2 separate regions of the Gossypium arboreum genome follow, and region 2 is linked to region 1. Evidence: chromatin contacts called from public Hi-C data. All regions are on one chromosome and are shown on one strand. Each heading gives the region's core, a stretch centred on a gene start, on an enhancer-like site or on the middle of the called end of the contact. The rest is flanking DNA. Distances are from core to core; before and after follow the strand shown. Region 1 holds the start of LOC108482307 (protein RALF-like 33). Region 2 holds the start of LOC108483766 (mitochondrial thiamine diphosphate carrier 2-like).

What was found. A called contact is a pair of places that touch in the nucleus more often than the background predicts.
Region 2: a Hi-C map of leaf shows a contact between it and region 1, with 2.9 times the contacts expected there. The contact joins the promoter of LOC108483766 here to the promoter of LOC108482307 in region 1.

What each region holds. Positions count from the first base shown.
Region 1 is chr3:131,196,901-131,202,363 of ASM2569848v2, reverse strand. LOC108482307 (protein RALF-like 33) reads left to right here and starts at 3,331. Exons shown (of 1, transcript XM_017785430.2): 1 at 3,331-3,947. The coding sequence starts at 3,398. The coding sequence ends at 3,778.
Region 2 is chr3:131,334,046-131,339,683 of ASM2569848v2, reverse strand. It overlaps LOC108483766 (mitochondrial thiamine diphosphate carrier 2-like), which reads right to left and starts at 3,873. Exons shown (of 7, transcript XM_017787339.2): 1 at 3,316-3,873; 2 at 2,413-2,529; 3 at 2,109-2,220; 4 at 1,736-1,863; 5 at 1,326-1,478; 6 at 759-905; 7 at 243-682. The coding sequence starts at 3,432. The coding sequence ends at 458. LOC108483767 reads left to right here. Exons shown (of 3, transcript XM_017787340.2): 3 at 1-141.

The sequences.
Region 1 (5,463 bases), core at 2,082-4,581:
AGGATATTCGAATATTCAAAACAAACAAAGAAAGCGAAACTCAGTACGTTAGGGCACGATTCTGTGAATTCTTTAAATACCGAACATTGCCTTTATTTTGAAAATTTTTTAGAGTGAACTGGTAAGAGGATATTCGAGTATTCAAGACAAACAAAGAAAGCGAAACCCAGTACGTTAGGGCACGATTCTTCGAATTCTTTAAATACCAAACATTGCCTTTATTTTGAAAAATTTTGAGAGAAGATCAATGGATAAATGAATTAAGGACATAGATTTTTTTTTAAAAATGATGATAATAGACAACATGAAAATAATAATATGAGAATAATGCTAACCATATATAAATAATTAAAATAATAATAATAGTAATTAATAGAAATAATTAATAAAACAACAGTAATAATAAATACAATAATGTAATAAACATTGTGCTAATAGTATTAATAATAGTATTAAAACATGATGATAATAACAAAAATATGTTGACGATAACATTAAATATGGGGATAATAGTAAAAAAAATTGGAATAACAATGTTAAATTAGTAATAGTGAGAAATAATAAATAATAATAATTTGATATAAAAATGGTAACCGATAATAAACAATGGTATAAAAAATAATATAATAAATCTATATATAATAGAAATTTATATTTAAAATAATTAACTTCGCTTAAAAATATATATATGTATTTACATAATAAATATATAATAATATGAAACATAACTCAAATTAATTAAATTAATAGAAAATAAAAAAATAAAAATAATGAGAATAAAGCTCAAATTAATTAATTTAACAGTAAAATAAAAAAAATAAAAAAGGGGTTAAATTGAATTAAAAATGAAAACTTTGGGGCCAAATCAGAAAGGAAATAAAATTAGAGGTAAACTCCCTCTCTTTTCCCTTCTTTCGTTTGTGCAAAGAAAAAATGTGAACGCCAAAGTAAACAAAATTGAATAATATAAAAAGTTACCTTAAAAATTTGATTTGCATTCTCTTTGATTTCGTATGTGTATTCTCTAAAAAAATTCCTCCCTTACAATAGTTTTTCCATGGCTTTTATAGCCAAATTTTACAACTTATAACAAGTAGGGTGATGGAGTTAGTGGAGGTGATGGAGGCAGTGGATGGTTTAGTAGGGTGTGGGGGTGATGGAGGTAGTGGATGGTTTAGTAGGGTGATGGAGTTAGTGGTCGGTTTAGTGGGGTGTTTAATTTGGACTGATTTAATTGGACCCGGGCAGAAATTGGGCTCAACATTGGTAAGTAAGGTGGGCAACATCTAATTCCAAAGTTTGTTTGTATTAAAAATTTATAATACAATTAACAAGCATGGACGACTTGGTTTTGTGGTATTAATTAAGGGTTAAAACATATAACTTTGTCTTTATTAAGAAAATATGAAGTGGAAAAGGAAATTCAAATAATAATAATAACAACATTTTATTAATTTAATCAAGGAAGGCCATCCACTACTTCAACCAATAAATTGAGACTTATAGCAACCAATTCAACCAAAAAAAAAAAAAAATTGGATCTTCACCCACCACGTTTCTAAAAGTAGAAAATTTGTTACAACAAGGAGCCTGTTGAGGACCAAAAGAACATATAATCCTTTTTTTAAGGCAAATCTGTCTAGTAATTAACCTCGAATAGATAGAAGGTGTAACCACCTATCCGATCCTCCAACTTTATAGGAAAAATCATTTTAGCCCTATTCATCTTTTTTAACCCTTAACCTTATGTTATTTGTCAAATCACCCTAACATTAATGTAAAAGTTAATTTTTGTTAACTTTGCTAATGTCGCATACACGTAGATTGTTACGTGAATTCAATATCAACAGTTAGTTTTTTTTTTATTAACAATTATTAGCAAACGTTAACTTTTCTATCCATCTTGAGGTGATTTGATAAACAATACAAGTTCAAGAATTAAAAGAGAAGAAAAATTAAATGAATAGTTAAAATGGACATTTCTTTTTTGTCACCACCTTCATTCTTATAATGCACAATATAAGATATCTATTACAATCCCTAATGTCACATTTTGTCAAAAATATATTTTTGTTTGAATTGATTGATTAAACCGATTGAATAGAGAAATAAATGGTTCATTTGATTGAATGTATGCTATCAAATTGCTTGATATTTAAACAACTAAAAATTAATTTAACTCATAAAAGTTGTTAAAATTTCAAAAAAATCAATTATATTTTAAAAATATATATTTATTTTAGAATAAATTGAGAGGAAAGATGGAAAGTGACTCTTTTGTAGTTATATCAAAATTCAATAATTATGGTAAAGATTTAATTTTTTGGGCTATTTGTTGGATGGGCCCAAATTTTATTTTTTACCATTTGATTTTATTGTTTTTAAGTATGAAGCCCAATGGAGTAATATGCTACTAAACTCTTTTAAGCTTATAGGCTTAAGTAGGTTTGATTTGGGCTACTCAATTCAACTACATCACATTTGTGTTTAATTATATATTTTTTTTAAACTTTCATCCTCGTTTTATAATTTACGTTCGAAAATTTTTTATTGTTCCTTTTAACAATGTTACTTATAAATATTAAATTTGCATTCTCACATTGGAAGTGTAAAAAAAAGTGTATATTATATTTCTATTACTAAAGGTGAGTTTGGATGGGTAGTGCATTTACTTGTAACTAATATAAAAACAGTGATGGCGGTGAGATTAGATATTGTAGCGTGAGATAAAAAGTAAGCTAAACGTACTGCACTACACCGTCGATCTAAACCCACAATAAATTAACGGCAAGAATGACTAAAATATTTAATTTTGAAATGTTAAATAATTAAATCAAAAAATTAATAGTTCGGTGATGAAAATAAAACAAAAGAAATAGTTTTATGACTGTTTTTATGTTTTACTCTTCAAATACTAAGTAACCAACAACAGACTAAAAACCCTATTATATGGTAATAGAGAAAATTGAGGCATTATTTTGTATGGTCAGTTAGATATTTAAATTTCCAGTGCTTCGACGGTTATTAATAATGATTCTCAAATTGAATTAATTAATTATTAAAATTTTAAAAAATATTAATTAATTTTTTATGAAACTAAATTCGACTATTAATCAATTAATTAAATTAAATCGATTTGTATCAATTAATTTAACTTTAACCCAACTATGACGAGCGTAATTCTCAATACAACGTTTGTCAAAACCGTCAAAGTCTGGTTAAAGAAAATAACTGTTTTTCTTAAATTACAATTAAACTCGAAATTAAAGTGGCAGAATCGCAAATACATCCAAACATCAGTGGCTTTCTCTGACTTGTAATCACATATAATCCTAAATCCTGCCCTTATTTCCACTCCCTCCTTCAACAGAAATACAAAATCTAAGAAACCTCAAAAATGGGAAGCTATAGATTCTCCTTCACTTTCCTCACCATTTCCACCATCCTGGCCGTCCACGTGGCGCTCTCGTCTTCTTCTCCCACTCTCGACGTCGTCGGCGGCCTTTTTCTCCCGAGTAAATCGGAATGCCGCGGATCCATCGCCGAGTGCCTGATGCTAAGCGGGGAGGAGTCTTCGGACTTCGATGCTGAGTTCGCCATGGACTCCGAGATCAGCAGGCGCATTTTAGCCAGGACTCGCTACATTAGCTACGGTGCGTTGAGGAGGAACACGGTGCCATGCTCGCGACGTGGCGCGTCCTACTATAACTGCCGGCCGGGAGCTCAGGCTAATCCTTACTCACGCGGGTGCAGTAGAATTACGCGCTGTCGGCGTTAGATTTATTACTATTTTTTAAATTATCCTTTTAATTTAAAAAAAAATTTGTTGCCTCTCTATTTCTAAAAATGTAATTTAATTTCATCTTTATTTTCTTCTTATATTTGAATAATTTAATTGTGTGTATTGCTTGCTGATGCGATTGTTGTTCTCAAATATTTTTCCAAAATTTTGTGTATATATATATATATATATATAGAAGTGTCAGAATAAAGATGAGATTATAATAGCATGAATTATAATTACATTGATAATGTGTTGTATTTAAATCCTACTTTTTTTAATTTTCCTTTTTTATTGGATTTATTTCTTTTATATTGCTTTTGTAGTTTTTTATTCCAAGTTTTTTCTTTTAAATGAAAAAAATCAATTTGCTGATTTAATTTAAATAATTTAAGTATAGAAGTTTAGTATTAAATAAGTAATAAATTTAAGTATTTTTAAAATTAAAAAATATTAAAACAAAGTAACAAATATGTCGGCAGGGCTATGTGCGGGGAAAAATTAAAATTAAGATTTATATTTAAATAAAATTTTAAAATCTCAAATATTAAATCCTAAAACTTAAATTTAGTCTCTAAAATTCTAAATTCTAAATATTAATATTAAATGTTAAATGTTAAACCCTAAATATTAATCCTAAATCTTAAAATTAAATCCTAACCTTGCATTTACCCAAAAGGAAAAGAAGGGATAAATATTGAAACAATACATAAATAGGGTGAAGCCAGAAAATTTTTAGGAAAAATTAAACTAATTTTTCGATAGTAAAAATATAATTTTTAAATAATTAAATCAAAATTTTATCATTTTTAAGGGGCTAAAGTGTAAATTTACGTTTACTAAATTAAAATTTTAAAGGGGTAAAATAGAAATTTTTTTATTTTAGAGGGGCCGGGCACCCTTCCAACTCCTGTACATAAACTTTGATTTAATATGCAATGTCATATATAAAATTTTATTTTGTGAGATATTTAAAAATCATTAATAATTATTTTTAATTAACGTCATTTTACATTGATATATTACAAATACAAATAATTATATTAATTATGAAATTAATATATGTATTGATTTCTTTAATGTGTACAATTAAATCAAAATTAAATTTTATGTTTATATATAAACCACAATTTAAGTTTTATACGTATAATTGCACAAAACCGAACTTCATCTATTAAAGTGTAAATTGAACCAAGTTATAAATTTAATATTTATCCTTAAAAAATTATCGTAATATTTATTAAAATTTTAAATTTTACTAAAAAGCAGACATGATTTTTTTCTTCTTTACAAATTATCGATTTTTCATGCCTGTTTGTGTGGATGAAATTTGAGAAATATTTATGGGAATTGTATAATTAGTTGATGAGAGAAAAAAAAAAGATATTTATTTGTACAGTTCTTAGATATGAATTTTCAGTTTTTTTTTAGGTTGATTTTTGTGGCACTGAATTTCTTCTCTGGAGATTTCAGACAACAAATGGCCCAGAAAAGAAAGAGTAAAATTTGTTGTTGAAAAATAGTTGGATAGTTGGATACAATAAATTAGTCCCACCTTCATTTAAAGCCTTCATGTTTAGATTTAATCAAGGTAAGTTATATTGTATTGCTTTGCTGCATACAAAATAAATGCAATAAAAATTTGTGCTTTTTTTTTTAGATTCAAGTTTTAGTAAGTGTAA
Region 2 (5,638 bases), core at 2,624-5,123, 140 kb before region 1:
CTGCATGTAGAGAGGAACAATTTAGAATGGTTTTGATGTTACGATAAATATACTGTATGATGAATTTATTATGTAATTTTTTATATCCAGTCTTTTTTGAAAGGAAAAAAATAATGCAAGAGTAGGTGTTGTTACGAACCAGAGTTATTGTTTGATTTAAATTATCTTGCAAAGTTGATAAATCAGTCATCATGGCAATATAGGCTTTGCAATAGCATTTCCTTGAGGTTCAAACAGAGGAATAAGAAGCAACTCTACATATTGATTTCACCACTGAATTTTATACTCTAAATCATATGAACTCAATGCTTATGAATGATGACAAAATTGAATGTAATAACAGGATACCTCCCTTCCCTCTCTTTTTTCCCCTTATTCTAAGAGGGCCTTTCAAAAATCCAGGGAAAAGAATGAATTATGTAATAGATGAGAAGGAAAATAAAAATGGAAATCTGGGTTAGGTTGAAGTAAAAATGGACTCTAACCAATCTGATGTAAACTCATAAGCCACAAATGTTACAGCACCAGCTGGTGCAGCTTTGATTGTTGATGGAACAATTCCCTTATAAAGACCATGCCAACCCTCTGACTTCAAAATCCGATGTAAGGCATCAAACAAGTTCCTATAAGCACACTGTTCTACTCGAGCACCGTACTTTGGGTGCCGCTGTAGTCCTTCAATCTGCAACCGACCAATAATAATGAAGTTGCATGAGGTGTTATCACAGATTGCTTGATGCTACAGTATAAGATCTCACCTGGAATCTTTTCTTGACTACATCAAGCGGATGACATACAAGTTTTGCGCATGTGCCAGCTGCTAGGCCACAAATGAAAAGTTGAAAACTTGAAAGGCTATCACCCGTGGTTGAGCTTATACTGGATGATCTCAAATTGTTCCAAGCCTAAGATGAAGACATACAAACCAAAACAACATCAGAAAGAGTTCTTTAGAAAATACTTATTCAACCATTCAAACTACAAATAAGAACACACCAAGAGCAAATCAACATTTCAATATATTCAAGAAATGAAATATACTCTTAAAACTTAACCAGCATCACAATATGTGCTAAACTAACACTTTATGAATTTCATAGCTTGTGAGAAACAATAATATAGGAATCACCAAAAATGCGTTATTTACTGTATGCATCATTGTGTGTATATATATTTAACATTAAAAGGCAACTAAACAACTTCCATAAATAACATCCAATTCCCATGTTTCTAAACAGCAAAGAGATTACAGAATACATGAATTGTTTATACCAATCATTTATAGGAAAAGAACCTTTTAAAGTATAAAAGAACTAAAGCCTCACCATGCACCAACGCTTAAACGTATCATATGTTCCAAATTGCAAGCCAGCATAAGGAATGATCTCAACCAGTGTTGGTGACAATCCAGCATACAATCCTCTGAAGCCACGAGTTCTAAGTATATCAAAAATTGCTGAACTCATGTTGGGATATATCTACATGTAAGAGATACAAAATAAATGAGATACTTTGAAGAAATTAAAGCTTTTGCAGTAATATATATGAGGATGCATCGGGTGTTTGCATGCTAGAAATTTTTGCACCTCACTTTACAAGTGATACAACTATAATTTTTTACCCAAAAAGGTTATGAACTCATAATCCTATAAGGAATCAAAAATATATTCCCTTCACACGAATGAAATGTTAACCAAGCAGAAAATAACATCACACCATAAGTCAAATTTAATACCTTAGGTTCACCTTGTGAAGCTAATATAGTCCGCAGAAGATCAAAAGGATAAGATCCAACAGTAGCTGCACACCCTGCTAAGGCACCGCTGATGTAAGAAAGGTAGGGGCTTAAATTAATGTGATCAGCTGCACCATCACAAAACAAGGGGACGACAGATCAAAATGTAAGAAACAACATAAAGCTATCATCGAAAACAATAAAGCCAAATATTCCAATACATCACATATAATGGTGGACATCAAGGACAAAGGATTTGTATGCTTCCATATTAACTAGCTGTACATACAAGATTACTTTCAATATATAGCATAACCTAAAACTTTTACTTTTGATCAGAGCATAGGAAAAGGCACTGTGCAATGTAAATTACCTGTCTTGGAAGAACCAGAAACAAATGTTTTCAATTTGTGCAGAACTGCAAATTGTATGGCAGTGTATGGCATAACCATAAGTAAAGCTGGGACATTACCACGCCAAAAACCCTGCAATAAACAAGCACAGTGAAAGGGAAAAAAGAAGAAACAGCAACTGAGCAATCAGAAAAGAAAAGGCTACCTAACAATGCGGCTAAATATAGAAATTAATAAGCACTCTATATGGACCATTCACAAACATAACCAGTAAAATAGAAGAGGAAACAAACATACAAGTTCACAAGTAAATGGCCTTCATACCGGTAAACCCTCTTCCCTGAATATCTCCTTTGTTGCTTGAAACATTCCAGTGTATTTTGATGATCCTGGAAGATCTCTCCGAATCAAAGCCCATGAAGCTGTTGGCTCCAATTGAACCTATCAGCATAGTGAAAAAAAATTCAAAGCATTAATATATACTGAGACACATGGCCAAGGCTGAGATGAAAATTCTTATAAATGAGTGCATATGGAACAAGATGAAGGTTGTATGTCATACAAGGTGGCTAAAATGATGAGAACATGATCAAGATAATTAAACATGGAAAAAGGAGACAAAACTCTCCAATGAGTAGCGAATCTTGACAATATTATATATATGTATGTATATACGTTCTCACGTATCACATGATTACACAATATGATTCACACAATCAGCGTGGGAAGGTCCAAGAAAGGCTTAGTTTTGTCGCTGTTGTGACACCCAATGAAGTGAATTTGTAGGCTAAATATGAACATTATGCAGTCAGTGTTTCAAGGCTGATTTCACTGTCTATATACATATACGCATAGTTATCTCACTCACATACTATGTTTATTACCAGAATTGTTACTTAATCAACTAAGTGAAGCGTGTATTTTGAAATGCAACATTACAAGCTAAACTCATTTGATTTCACCTAACACTCTACCAGGTCTCTAACAACTTGTTCTCTAAGATTTTGTTTGGTAGCAAGGATTGGGAAACTTGTTAAGCTACAACGTAAAAAACTAATATGAACCCTAACAATTAGGTTGACAAGGTTTTTGATCCTTGAACTCTATCAATCATTCATACCAAGCAAAGCCTAAAAAACAATAAAAAACCCAAAAATAATTTCATAAATATAAGAACAGATATAATAATTCTAATTCTCCTCATATTAACAAAGAAATTGGTTTGACCTGGAATCTTATCTTAATAACATCAAGAGGAGAAGTAACCGTCCGGGAAATGCCACCGGCAATGGCGCCTGCACTAGCATCAAGTAATGCCCTTTTTAATTGCCCTGGCTCTTCCATTGCCAGAGCTTAGCTTTTTTATTAGAAAAAAAGAAAACAAAAAACTTTTCTTTCTCTCGCCCTGTGGATTTAGGCAACCGAATTGAAAACCCAAATTTCAAAAGGGCGAAAGGGATTATAAAGATAAGGCTAGCGAGAGAATGCAGGAGATGAAAAAGAGATCAAGGAGAAAGAAAAAGAAGAAAAAAAAACAAATAGAGAAAAGGAAAAGGGAGGCGGAAATCGGGAAGAGTTGGGGGATAAAGTGAAGAGCCACCATTGAATTAAAGGTGCTTTATGAATAGAAAGGGAGAGGGCGATTAAAGAAATAATCTTTCGCTTTTTGCGGTCTTAATGGATTGAGAAGGGCGATTCCATGTAAAAGAAGCTCAAAGAACACCCAGAAACAAAATACAGTTGAGAATCTTGAGATGGATGATGGGGGTAATATTTTATTATTTGAAAGATTAAATACTAATTATTTTATATCGCTTTTTTAATTATAAACGAGATCAATTCTTAACTTAATGATATCATTATTATTATAATAATAAAAATATATTTTAATGTCCTCAAAATATATTTTTTATTATGATAATAATATTTGTATCAGTCAGATTAAAACTTAATCAGTAAGTATTAAATTTTTTAATTTTGTTTTTCTCAAAGAATTGAGAAAGTTCATTTGTTTCTTAATAATTTTCTTTCAGAACTTGTGTTCAATGTTAGTGTTTCATATTTAATTTCTAAAGTAAGATAGTCAATAGAAGTGACTCTTTCTTGATGGACCACCAATGGACACACTCTTTATTTATCCCTCTAGGATATTACTTGTACTACATATGGACTTCATTTTTTTATATTTCATTTATGATTTATGTTTAATATTCGAGTTTTTTTAATAATATCGTCTTTAATATTTCAACTCAAATCTATTTTTAAATTTATATGTTCTATTGCTACACATAACGCTTATTAATAGAGTTTTAAAAATAACATTCATAGAATATAGTATATATATATATATATAAATAGAATATATCATTTATATTATTATTTAAAACAACAAATATTTTTATAAAACAAAAGAATATATAACTTTAAGGGTTTTTTTTTATTGTTGTTGTTGTTTGCATACAATTTAAAAATATATATTTACATGATAGGATTTCAATTTGATATCTCAAAATCTTCTTTTATTTGATTTTTACCATGTCAATTAAAATCACCTTTGATTTTCATATCAAGTTTGTCATAACCTAATGTTAAAATTTACTTATAAAATTTAGTACATTGTCATTGGAATTTTAGACTTCATAAGTAGTGACAGGGGTTGATAAATATCCTATAGAGTTATAATGAAATATTAAAAATGAATATTTAAAAAAAAAGAGATGTGTCAATTTTTAAAGTTACTTGTAAAATAAAAAAGTATATTGTCGTAAATTAAATACTAACCATTTTCAAAATACTAATATTTTTATTTATTTTATTCAGATAAATAATTTTTAAAAAAGGTATTGAAATTTCATGAGTTAAAATTTATTATAAAATTGAATAATGATTTAAAAGCGAGGAATATAAAAATATATAATATGATATCAATTATTTTTAATAATGTAAAACATAGGACTATATATTAATTAAGAATGTGCTCGAAATAAAGGATAATAAATATGTAGTGATAAGTAAGAAAAGGCAAATAAATTGTTTATTTTGGATAAAAGAATAATTTATCTTCCACTCTCGATATCTACAATAATCTTTATTATTCATAACACTTTCTCTTGATATCTATGTCTTGTTAAAATTTAATGGGATAAAAAACTGAATGAACGAAAATAATACAAAATATCAACATTACTATTTGATATTCATATAAAATTCCTTAGTGATTCATTAAATTAACTTGTTATACCCTTATCTAAGCTTAGACACATGGTAGCACGAGAAGTGGTCCAAGAAGCACCTATAGATGACTCTCTTTTTGGTACCATTCAACTGGTCACCCAATGACCAACCACTCTCACATTGCCCATAGGGAGACCATTCGTCTTCAGCCACTTGATGTACCATCCATCATGGACGGTATTAGCATCACACTCTCATCCTTAAGAGGGGACCATTGAGGCTTAAAAGCTCCATACTACCTCATTAAAGCGAATGTCAAAGTAGGCCTATGCAATACTACACTTGACAACAATAGACATATAACAGACCTACCACT